2 separate regions of the Rattus norvegicus genome follow, and region 2 is linked to region 1. The links are chromatin contacts, called in public Hi-C maps. All regions are on one chromosome and are shown on one strand. Each heading gives the region's core, a stretch centred on a gene start, on an enhancer-like site or on the middle of the called end of the contact. The rest is flanking DNA. Distances are from core to core; before and after follow the strand shown. Region 1 overlaps Cdk15 (cyclin-dependent kinase 15). Region 2 has its middle 55 kb from the start of Fzd7.

Region 1 (5,317 bases), core at 851-3,350:
GAACAACAAGTACAGCCGTGCACACGACACACTGGCTCCAGCCCCCTGGATACTTGCCCAGTAGTGAGATTGCAGGATCCTAGGGGTTTTGTTCCTGGTTTTCCTTTAAATAAAGATTTGTACTGCTTTCCATAGTAGGTGTACTCGTGTACATTCCTAGCAGTAGTGAGAATAGTGAGAGTTTCACTTTTTCCATAACCTTACTAGTATTCACCATCATCATCACTACCACCACCACCAACACCACCACCACCACCACCATCACCACCACCACCACCATCACCACCACCACCATCACCACCACCAACACCAACACCACCACCACCACCACCACCATCACCACCACCATCACCACCACCAACACCACCATCATCACCACCATCACCACCAACACCACCATCACCACCAACACCACCATCACCAACACCACCACCACCACCACCACCACCACCACCAACACCATCACCACCACCACCATCACCACCACCAACACCAACACCATCACCAACACCACCACCATCACCACCACCACCACCATCACCACCACCACCACCATCACCACCACCACCACCAACACCACCACCATCACCACCACCACCACCACCACCACCATCACCACCATCACCACCACCACCATCACCACCACCACCAACACCATCACCACCACCACCACCATCACCACCACCACCATCACCACCACCAACACCACCACCACCACCATCACCAACACCATCACCACCACCACCACCATCACCACCAACAACAACAACACCATCACCACCACCACCACCACCAACACCAACACCATCACCAACACCAACACCATCACCACCACCATCATCATCACCACCACCATTACCACCACCACCACCACTACCATCATTACCACTACCACCATCACCACCACCACCACCACCATTTGTGTCTGGCATTACATAACAGAATCTTGTTCTATAGCTCAGACTGGCCTGGAATTCACGTCATAGCCCATGCTGGCCTCATACTTCACAGTGACCCATCTCCCTCAGCCACCCAAGTGGCATGTGTCACCAGGCCCAGCTTACTTTTTGTCTTTGGATAGTGTCTGTTTTAACTGGCATTTGATTCAGCCTCCTGGTTCTGATGCTCATTTCTCTGAGGATTACTGGCGACTGTTTTTAGTGTATTCCTTGGCCAGTCACATTTTGTTTTGTTTTTAAGAATGTTCATTCCAGTCGTTTGGTCATTTAGAATCCGTGTGCTCTGTACTACCGAGCTAAAGTCCTAACACACTCTCCACCCAGCACCATCGAAGGTGTTTGATTGCTTTGCCCTTGGGCGAACAGTCCATTTGCTGCCATTGCTAGGCCTCACCTGGATCGGTCTTGAGGAACCAGACTGATTCTCCCAGTGCCGACTCCAGGAAGAACCAGCTTTCTCCCAGTTCTAGTGAGTTGGGCTGTAGGCTGTGGCTGGTTGTAGCTACTTGTACCTGATTAAATCTGGAAGGAGAGAGGAGTGTGTCATGTTTTCTCCTTCCTTCCTTCCTTCCCTCCCTCTTTCCTTCCTTCCTTCCTCCTTCCCCACTCCCCAAGTTAAGCAAGCTGGCTGAGAACTGTCTGTCCTCCACTTCAAAGGGCCAGTTGTCTTATTTTGATGTGGGCAGATTGAGAAGTAGGCTTTGAAAAGTAGGCTCTTTTGTTGTTGTTGTTTAATCTTCCCTCCCGGGATGGCTTTCAGAGCGGTATATCCAAGTGTCAGTGCGGGGTTCTGACGAGCCTGGATTCCCAGACTCTCAGCAGGATCATCCTCTAACAGAAATATAAAAGTGAAATATTAAAAACCCTAAGACGTGAACTCCATCTGCACAGTAGCCGGGGCCTTGCCTGCTTGTGCCATGGGGAAAAAAAAAAAGATCTTGAAAAAAGAGGGAGGAGAAAAGGGTCTTTGACTAGGAGGTTTACAGGGTTAGCAGAGCCCAGTAACTTCCCCTCAAAGGAGTGGGTGTTGTTCCTCGCCCCCGCCCCAAAACTCTCATCCTTTGACTCAGCCGCCAGAACTCACTAGCCTCCTCCTGCAAGGCACCCCCTTTCACATGCTAACTGAGGTGCCTGTGATTGGCTGAACAATACACTGGTCACACTCGCTAAAGGGCTGCTATCTTTCACACAATTAGCCAAGACACATTAATCAAGCTGACGGGCACTGAGGCTTCTGGCCTCCTGTAGTGGGGGAGGGGGAAGATTTTGATGCCCCCCCACCCCAAGCAATAACAGAGTCCTAAAGGGGGCTCTTCTACCCCGATGTCTGAAGAGGTTAAAGCCCCAACTGACTGGCTATCTGGGATGTAGCAGTTTTGTGGCACACGAGATCCAGAGGCTTAGGACAAACCACATGTTCACCTTGGCTAAGCTCTACTAACCCAGAGACAGTAGCGTGAATTTGAGCAGCAGGCGCTGTAGATGTTTTTAAAAAGTTCCCCCAGCCTTCATACCTCCTCCCTCCATTCACAAGAAAATGCACTGAGTCATTCGAACCCCAGGCGTTCTGAGGCCAGCTAGACTGTGCCCACCCACACAGTGTGAGTTTCCCTATCCAGACCGAATAAAGCCTACCAGAGAAGAGAAACAGACTCAGTTAAGACAATGTAACAACTGGCGTGGTGCTGGTCCGAAACACTTGAAGAGCATTAAAATATAGTTCATTCTGAGAGAAGAAGAAATGTAAGCATTTGTGCTTTTGATCACAATTTTTTTTCCCCAAGTCCCCTTTTGTCTAGATTTTCAATGGCAACAGATGACAAAGGTCTTACCTTGGAGACCTGTTTGCTACAAAATCACATAGGGCTTTTCAGGGAATCCGCTAAATATTTAGACGTGTCTCTGTTAAAGTAAACGGAGGCCTGCTCCTCTGGAGGCTGTCCAGGCACGGTCTCATTAGATGCAAAGATCTTGTGATAAAGAGGAACTTTTTCTTCTGCCCACATGATCATAGCACAGTTGTGGTTTTTAATGTGTCACTGATTGTTCCATCCAATTCTGTTTGCTCCCCCTGAAAGGGTCTGTCAGGCTCTGTTTGCTTCCTTAAACACGGTTTTTGAAAGCTCTCGTGCTGTGTGAGCTCAAATCCTAGCATTAAGGTACTGCTGAGTTCATTTCACCACGCTCAAAAGCGCTGAGTTTAAATCCCTCTCAATTCCATTTGAGGCACCAGAAGACTTTATCCTTCTTCACTAATGGTTCCAAGTTTACATCTAGATACTGGGGGTCAAGGACAGGAGAGGATTTAGAAATAACAGTGCGTGACATTAGTCAATGCATTTGCCAAATTGGCAATTAGTTCCTGATGTGCGTGCAAAGCACTTTACTCCTGTCTCTTTGATGCCTGTTCCCATAGAGAAGGGAGCAGCGTCCTCAGAGGCAGTTAGGACTTTTAAAAAAAATATCTGCTGAAAAGCACGCCTGATTTGCTTCATGAGCTCAGCCACAGGGAAGCATCCGGGATTAGGCTGGGTTTCAGTTCCAGGAAAGAACACCTCATCTGGGGAGTTTTTCTCATTGGGGGAACTTAGTGGAAGTCAAAAAGGCAGGGGGTGGGAGGGGAAAGGTGCACAGAAAAAAAGAAAAACCCAGAGGCACAGGAACCTGAATCTGGGCCCTAGACCAGAGGATAGATGAACCTACACCCTTTTGTTTTTTGGTACACTTGCTTTTGCAACTTTTAACCACTAGGTGGAAGCAAGAAATAACTGGGATGAACAGTAGCTATCTGGTGAATTCTCCTTCTGTCTGGGGAACAAGTCAGAAGATGTGTATGATCTCAGGGCTGGTTGTACATATGGGTAACATTAAATGTACTAAGCATGTTGTATTTGTGTATTTATGGATAGACCATGAATTTGAGAGAGGGAGAAAGAGAGAGAGTTGTGGGGAGATACATGTAAAGGGTTGAAAGGAGGAAAGAGGAGGGAAACACACACAGAGAGAGACACACATGAATGACAGTGTAAGAGCTCACTGTGGGAATCATGCAGGAGACAAAGATTGGACTGAAAATCATCCTCCCCTCAAATGGAAGAAAGAACCATTATGCGTTGGCTCAAAGAACTCTGAGCCAATTGCAGTGAACCCAATCTAACACTGCCTCTGCTCTGGTGTCAGCTCTAGCCATGAGTTATTTGCTGAGAGACAGATTTACTGGGCTGAACTATGAGGGAAGGAACTACCTTCTGAATGAAAAAGTCCACTTTCCTCCATTTATTGTCTGGGAGAACTTGAGGGAGTTTTTATTTTCAGTTCTCTAAGCCACAAAAAGGGAGCTATCCTATCATTTAAGACATATTCCCCATGTACCAAGCAACACATAAGTATATGCATAATGTGTAATGATATGTATATACAGTATATTATATATGATATTCATTGCACATAATTACTAATCTCTACTGCTCCTTGCCTAGGTCATTGTTGGAAGAGGTGGTCCTAGCTTACAAATGAGGACTTTTTCCCCCCAGACTCACAGAGAGATGTCTCCTGACTGGGACAAACAGGAATCAGTACCCAACTTTGCTCTATTTCTGTTTCTCATATTGTTTCCCCATCCCGTTTTGCAGCACAGTGCTGAAAAGTCGTTGGACTGCATCTGCCACCGAGCCTAGCTTCTCAGAAAAGCCCGACCAAAGTTATGCTTCTGTTCTCTGTCACAGTGTCCGAGTTCAGCTGCTCAGTGATCCACTGTGGTATAGACACCACGATGGGTGTGCAAGAGTACACTGCCTCTGTTTCTTTATATTTAGAACCTTAGGAATCCTGGCCTCTTTCAGGATGCCTAGTGTACCTTGTGGCACCAAAACTGACTTTTGGGTTGGCTTGCGTGGGCCCAAATGCTGTCTGGATTCCCACCTCGTTAAAGTTGATGTTTGGGTTTTTAAGCACCTACCTACGTATATCTGAGTGCCTGTTAAACCTGTAGCTGTCTGCTCCCCACATCTAAATTGCCATTAGATGCCTAACCACCCTGCAGAGCCTTCCCTAGGAGAACCCTCGTTATCCACCTGCCAGGAGCACAGCAGGGCCCCAGAAATCCGCTGTGTCAGCATCCATGCTGCTTTTTCTTTGCTTGAATGTGTTACAAGAAAAAGATTTCTAGAATTTCCTAGAGGCCAAGCCAGCTCCTTCTAGTCCTTCTAGTAGAATTTTATACATGCTCCTTAACCAGTACATAAAATTAATCATTGGATAGTCATGAAATGAAGTCATCTCGCTTTGATTCATAACCACCTTGTCAAATGGTGGCAATGTTACCTTCTTTATGTTTTGGTTGCGAGCCTAGCCTTTAA
Region 2 (5,317 bases), core at 1,233-3,732, 110 kb after region 1:
GTATTCCCCTGCAGCAATGAGACAAGTGGCTAATATAACGCAGACGACCATCTTTGGGTGATGGAATGGCAAGGGCTCTCTCACCCTGTGTAGAGCCCTGCCTAGAAGTGGGTGGGTCTCCTCGTGGTCTTTGGAACACTTCTCAGGATGCTGAGGGACATTGTGAGGATTGGTGAAATTGTCCGGGCAAGTTACTGGAAAGCAAGAGAGAATCCTGCCCTAAGACAAAGGTGTTTGGGAGCTGTTTTCATGGTAAATCTGGCGAGCAGCACTTCGTTCTGAAGCCACCATCTTTTCAACCATCGCAGGGATGTTGCTTTCTGCTAAGCACAATGGAAAGAAAGTGAATAAGCAAGCCATTGGCAGGGCCTGCAACTGCCATCCACTAAAGAGTTGTGATTGCCCTCTCTTTGGAAAGTGCTTTTTCCCTTGTTCATTGCCCACTCAGAGACTCACCCATGCAGAGTCCTAAATCCACTACACAAGCCCTACAGGTCCCTACAATCCCAAACCCTGTGGATGGACTTCACCGGGCTTTTCTCAATAACCTCAGGACTCTTTAAACCTCCTGCTTAGACCTAATCAAGCCTTTCTTCAAGCTACATATGTGAGCTTGCTTATCTCTTGCAGTCCTAGAATTGGACCAACCCCAGGGACTGGTACATGCCCTTTACCACTGAGCTAAATCCCTATCCCATCTTTATCTCTTCAACTAGGAAGAGACAACTTAGAACGCTCTCCATCTGTGCACCAATCATGCACAAATCATGCACAAATCATGCACAAATTATTGTTCACCCATCATGCACCTAATCATTCGTGGGCCTAAGAGTCGAGAGTATAAAGGAAAAAGGTGGGATTGTCCTACCCTCCCAAAGACAGTGGAAATGGCCACCCTTTTTACTCAACTGTTTGGAAGTTCTAGCTGGTTGATGACATTCTCCCCAGAGTAATAAGCCATTCTAGGTACAAGCTGTACTAGAACAGAAAGTTTGGTTGGGGCCCATCCAAGAAGACTTCTGACCTCGAACTCACATATCAATCAATAAAGGTCTTCGGGGTTCAGATAGTGACCTGAGGGTACTTTTAAAATGTCCATATTGAGGAATCAAAATTTATTTTCTGGAAAGGCATTCCTGTACAGTTCCAGACAGTATAAAAACATAACCATGTTGTAAATGCAATACTTTGGCCTTTCCAAATGCCTATGTTAAATGTGTGGTCTTCAGGTTGACACTATTGGGAGGCGGTGGAAGCCTCTACAAGGTAGGGCCTAGTGAGAAGTTTTAAGTCCAAGGGGGAGGGATGTGAAGGAACCAGTGGGATCCAAGCACCCCCTTTCACTTGTCTTTGCTTCTAGGCGACTATGATTTAAGAGATTCCTCTGGGTTCGGTCCCCAGCTCTGAAAAAAAAGAACCAAAAAAAAAAAAAAAAAAAAAGAGAGATTCCTCCTCTCCTCCTCCCCACTGTCTTGTACGACCTCACTGCAGTCCCAAAAGTGACAGGCCAACTGACAAGGGACTGGAACCTCCAACACTGCCAGCCAAAAGGAAAATGCACAAGCTGACTAACACTGGGAATATTTCAGGCTATGCAGTCTGCATTGTAACTATCCAGTTCTTCCCTTTGTAGCACAGCCAGTCGTAAGCAACAGGAAAATAAATGAGTGTGGCTGTGTTCCGGTGAAATCTGATTTGTGGATGCTGAAATCTGAATTCCTATCATTTTTAGTTGTCATAAAATACAATCTTTTTGGGTTTTCACACTCTAAAAGTGGCCAAAGTCCCTCTTAGCTCCTAGATCAGATTCTGATCTCCTGACCCTGATTCCGAAGGATGTTGGAGGAGGCTGCACGGCTTTCAGGCTGCGGGATGGCCTGGAGGTGCCCAGAGGACGAACCCTGATGGACTTTCAGACTTTACCCTACGTGTGCATGAGGAGTTTTCTGTGGAACACTCATTCATTAAACGCATTTTTTAATTTTTTTTTTTTTTGCGTTGAGATTTTCTTTATTTTTAGCCATTACTGGAGGGTGAGTCAGTTTCCTTCTGTTTTAGGTGTTTCTTAGGTGAAAGAACCTTGCCTACTCTAAGTCACACATTTGTATAAACAGTGAAAGTTCCCTAAATCCAATCTGCATACAGAACTTCCACAGGTAATGGGGCCAGTCACTAAGTGGGACACATCAGTCACTGTCAGCCAACAGAAGTCAGCTAACCGACCAGCTGAACAACTGTTCTGGGTGCCTAACTGTGCTGCATCTGGCTGCTTTGCCGACTTCCAAACACGGCCTGTGCTGTCTGGATGAACCTTAAGAGCCTGGGCTTTGGAGCCTCCTACCCACCTCTGCTGTGCTCTGACACTTGGAAGCCAGCTCCCCATTGCTTCGTTGCTGTGGCTTCTCCGTGCTCCACAGAGGCCGCAGTGATGGACACAGTGCATCACTGTGAGGTTCTGGCCACAGGAGGCCTCCACACACCACTGAGCCTTGTTGTGTGGGAGGGACTTCTGCAGCACTTGGGGCAGGGAGTATTTGGATCAAAGCTGCTTCATTCCCAAGACCACAGATACACCGCCATCCCTTCTCCTTCCTTCCCAGCCCCTTCTTGCCTTTCGCTATGTCCTCCTTTCTTGTTCTTTGTGTTGCCTGACCCCTGAGTTCACTGAAGTCAACTCTTTTTGTTCAATCCAAAACTGTCTAAGGGACTACTTTTAGCAACCAGGGAAGGTTTAGCTGAAGAAACGCCCTCTGAGGAGAGCCCTGAACTTACATGACCTTCCATGTTTGTTTCTATTGAATCTCATTTTAAGAGTTTATTATTTTAATTGTGTGAATGTGTGTGTGTGTGTGTCTGTGTGTGCACACACAAGCCTGTGTCTGATCCCCCAAAGGAACTGGAGTTGCAGGCAGTTGTGAGCTCTGAGAACTGAACTTGGGTCCTCTACTAGAACAGTAGGTGCCCTTAACTGCTTAGCCATCTCTCCAATCTCCAGACCTGTCAATCTGAAAAGTTTCTGTGAGGAGAAATGATCTGATTCTCATTTTACATGTGAGAAAATTGGGTTTTGGTAAAGGTTTCCTAAAGTCGCAGGCTAAGGAGTATCTGAAAGTCGATATTTTCTCGGCCCTGTTCAAGCCCTGCTCCTAGCCTTAGTTAAGTAAGCTTGGCTATGACCTCATTTCACAAAACCTGCCCATCAATAATGAGTCCCCCTCTGCTGCATATCCAAGAAGTTTTATGCCTTAAAGAAACACGCTTTGAGGATCTTCCTCTGGCAGGTAGACAAAACAAAGTTCCCTCTACTCAGGGAGAGGAGCCGAGAGGACTGGAGCTTTAAAGAGTGACAATGTGCTGTTGGAATAGACTCAAAGGAGATAAGGATGCGCTGGCTACAGATTATGGTGACGCGTTTCCGACAAAAGGAAGAGTCAGCGCACACGCCCAGAGCCTAGAGTCATCCTCAGTGCATTCGAGGAGCACTTCAAAGGCCAGCATGTCACAGCAGATGCGGAATGGGCAGAGGGATGGGACAGAAGGACAGAGAGGTAATTTGGAGATGTCGGGCTCAAGTAAGGCCTTGAGGGATGGAAGGGCGTTACAAAAACCAGTTTCCCTCCATCCACTATCTTAAGGTGTAAGCCTCTTGAGTCTGTGTCTACATGTCCTCGTGATCACAGGGGGTTAGAGTGCCATGGAGCCTTTCTTAGCTCTTGGTGAGTTTAACACACAGAGTTTAACCAGGGTGCTGACAATTAACAGCCACCAAAGCCAGCTGGAACCAGTGGCTTCCAGGTTCACTTGGTTCACTGCTCCAGTCCCTGATGGAGGAACAGCAAGTCTAGGCCTCTTCAGTTCTAGAAGACTACTTCTGCCAGAGAGGCTAGGGAATCCAGCAGGGCCATGATGGACTACATAGGACTTATATAGGAATATATATCTGCATCTATCACCATCCACAGGGCCTTATAATTTTTATCTTGGAGTATTAGGGCTGAGGTCCCCACACTAGCAGCTCCAGTCAGCCCTATGCCAAGGAAAGGACCTAGCACCACAGTGGAAATGGCCACCCTTTACTCAACTGTTTGGAGGTTCTAGCTGGTTGATGACATCCTACCCAGAATAATAGGCTATTCTAGGTGCAAGCTGTACTAGAACACAAAAATATTTAGGTGTATTTACAACCAGGTCATAAATGCATGGGGTAAGCTCTGAGGTACAAGCCCACCAAGCATTCTCTGGGGGCAGCATGTGTCCTTAATAGGTGGAAGTAGGCTGAGGATACCTTATTACCAATATAGAATCTTTGTCCTGTTATTGACGTAGGGTCAGCTTACCTCTATCTGGTTGTCACCATCTCCATTGAGTACCCTCTTTAGTCTGTGACTTAGTCTCCAGAGATAGCTGTCTCTTCACGGTAGGAGGGCTGAGCATTTAAGTTGCAGTCCTTTGTTAAATGTGAGCGGGAGGACTTAGGAGCCTGGAAAGCAGCTTCTAATAATCGCAGGGGTCCAGACTCGGGTGTTGTAGTGGGTGATGCAGGAGGTGGACCAGTTTTAGGGAGCAGTTGTTTAGATGAAGTGAGACCTCTCAAGGTGGTGGGTCCTGATGAGGGATTGATGATGGGCAGGGGCAGAAGTTGTAGGAGTGGTTGGTTCAGCCTTGTTAATACCTTGTTGGGACCTAAGGGAGCCATAGGTCTCACAAGGCCATTTTGGAGCAGTTGGTACAGTAACTAGGAGTCCCAGATCATAGCCAGAGATGTAAAGTCTTTTTTTTTTTTTTTTAAAGATTTATTTCATGTGAGTACACTGTGTCAGACACCAGAAGAGGGCATCATATCCCATTACAGATGGTTGTGAGCCACCATGTGATTGCTGGGAATTGAACTCAGGACCTCTGGAAGAGCAGTCAGTGCTCTTAACCACTGGGCCATCTCTCCAGCCCTGAGATGTAGTCTTAGTCCCCATGTTTTGCAGCAGTCTGATTGGCCTTCTTGCCAGCTGCTGTGAACTTAATGACAAGGCTGTTGCATCTCCCCCAAGGGGTACCCAGAGAGTAAGGAAGTTCAAAACAAGTCCCTCTCCTAGGAGGCTGGGTGTCTTTTTGTATGTGAGACCCAGCTCTGGATGTCTGTCTATCTCTAAACTGGATCACAGTGGAACCCAGCTCTGGATGTCTGCGTATCTGCGAACTGGGTCACAGTGATGAGGTCATCTTTGGGGGGGGGGGGCTTCCAGCTTATCCACCCAGTAGCTTTGCATCCCCGTGCTGCACAGAAAAAGGACTCTGGGCCTCCACATTTGGTTCACTGGCT

The links. Hi-C and Micro-C count contacts between places; a contact is called where the count stands out from the background.
Region 2: a contact with region 1 is called in a Hi-C map of the A7r5 cell line, with 2.2 times the contacts expected there. The contact joins two enhancer-like sites. A contact is called at or near these places in 3 of 12 Hi-C or Micro-C datasets (the A7r5 cell line, liver and mammary epithelial cells).

The regions. Positions count from the first base shown.
Region 1 is chr9:68,261,496-68,266,812 of GRCr8, forward strand. The region is part of intron 10 of Cdk15 (cyclin-dependent kinase 15); the gene reads left to right. Among named protein-coding and RNA genes, the nearest start is that of Cdk15, 58 kb to the left of the region's middle. Within about 2 kb of position 2,101, at least 12 of the 93 cell types and tissues checked have an H3K27ac peak or open chromatin away from gene starts, as enhancers often do. A contact at or near this core is called in the A7r5 cell line, where this site is marked.
Region 2 is chr9:68,368,294-68,373,610 of GRCr8, forward strand. No RefSeq gene overlaps it. Among named protein-coding and RNA genes, the nearest start is that of Fzd7, 55 kb to the right of the region's middle. Within about 2 kb of position 2,483, at least 5 of the 93 cell types and tissues checked have an H3K27ac peak or open chromatin away from gene starts, as enhancers often do. A contact at or near this core is called in the A7r5 cell line, where this site is marked.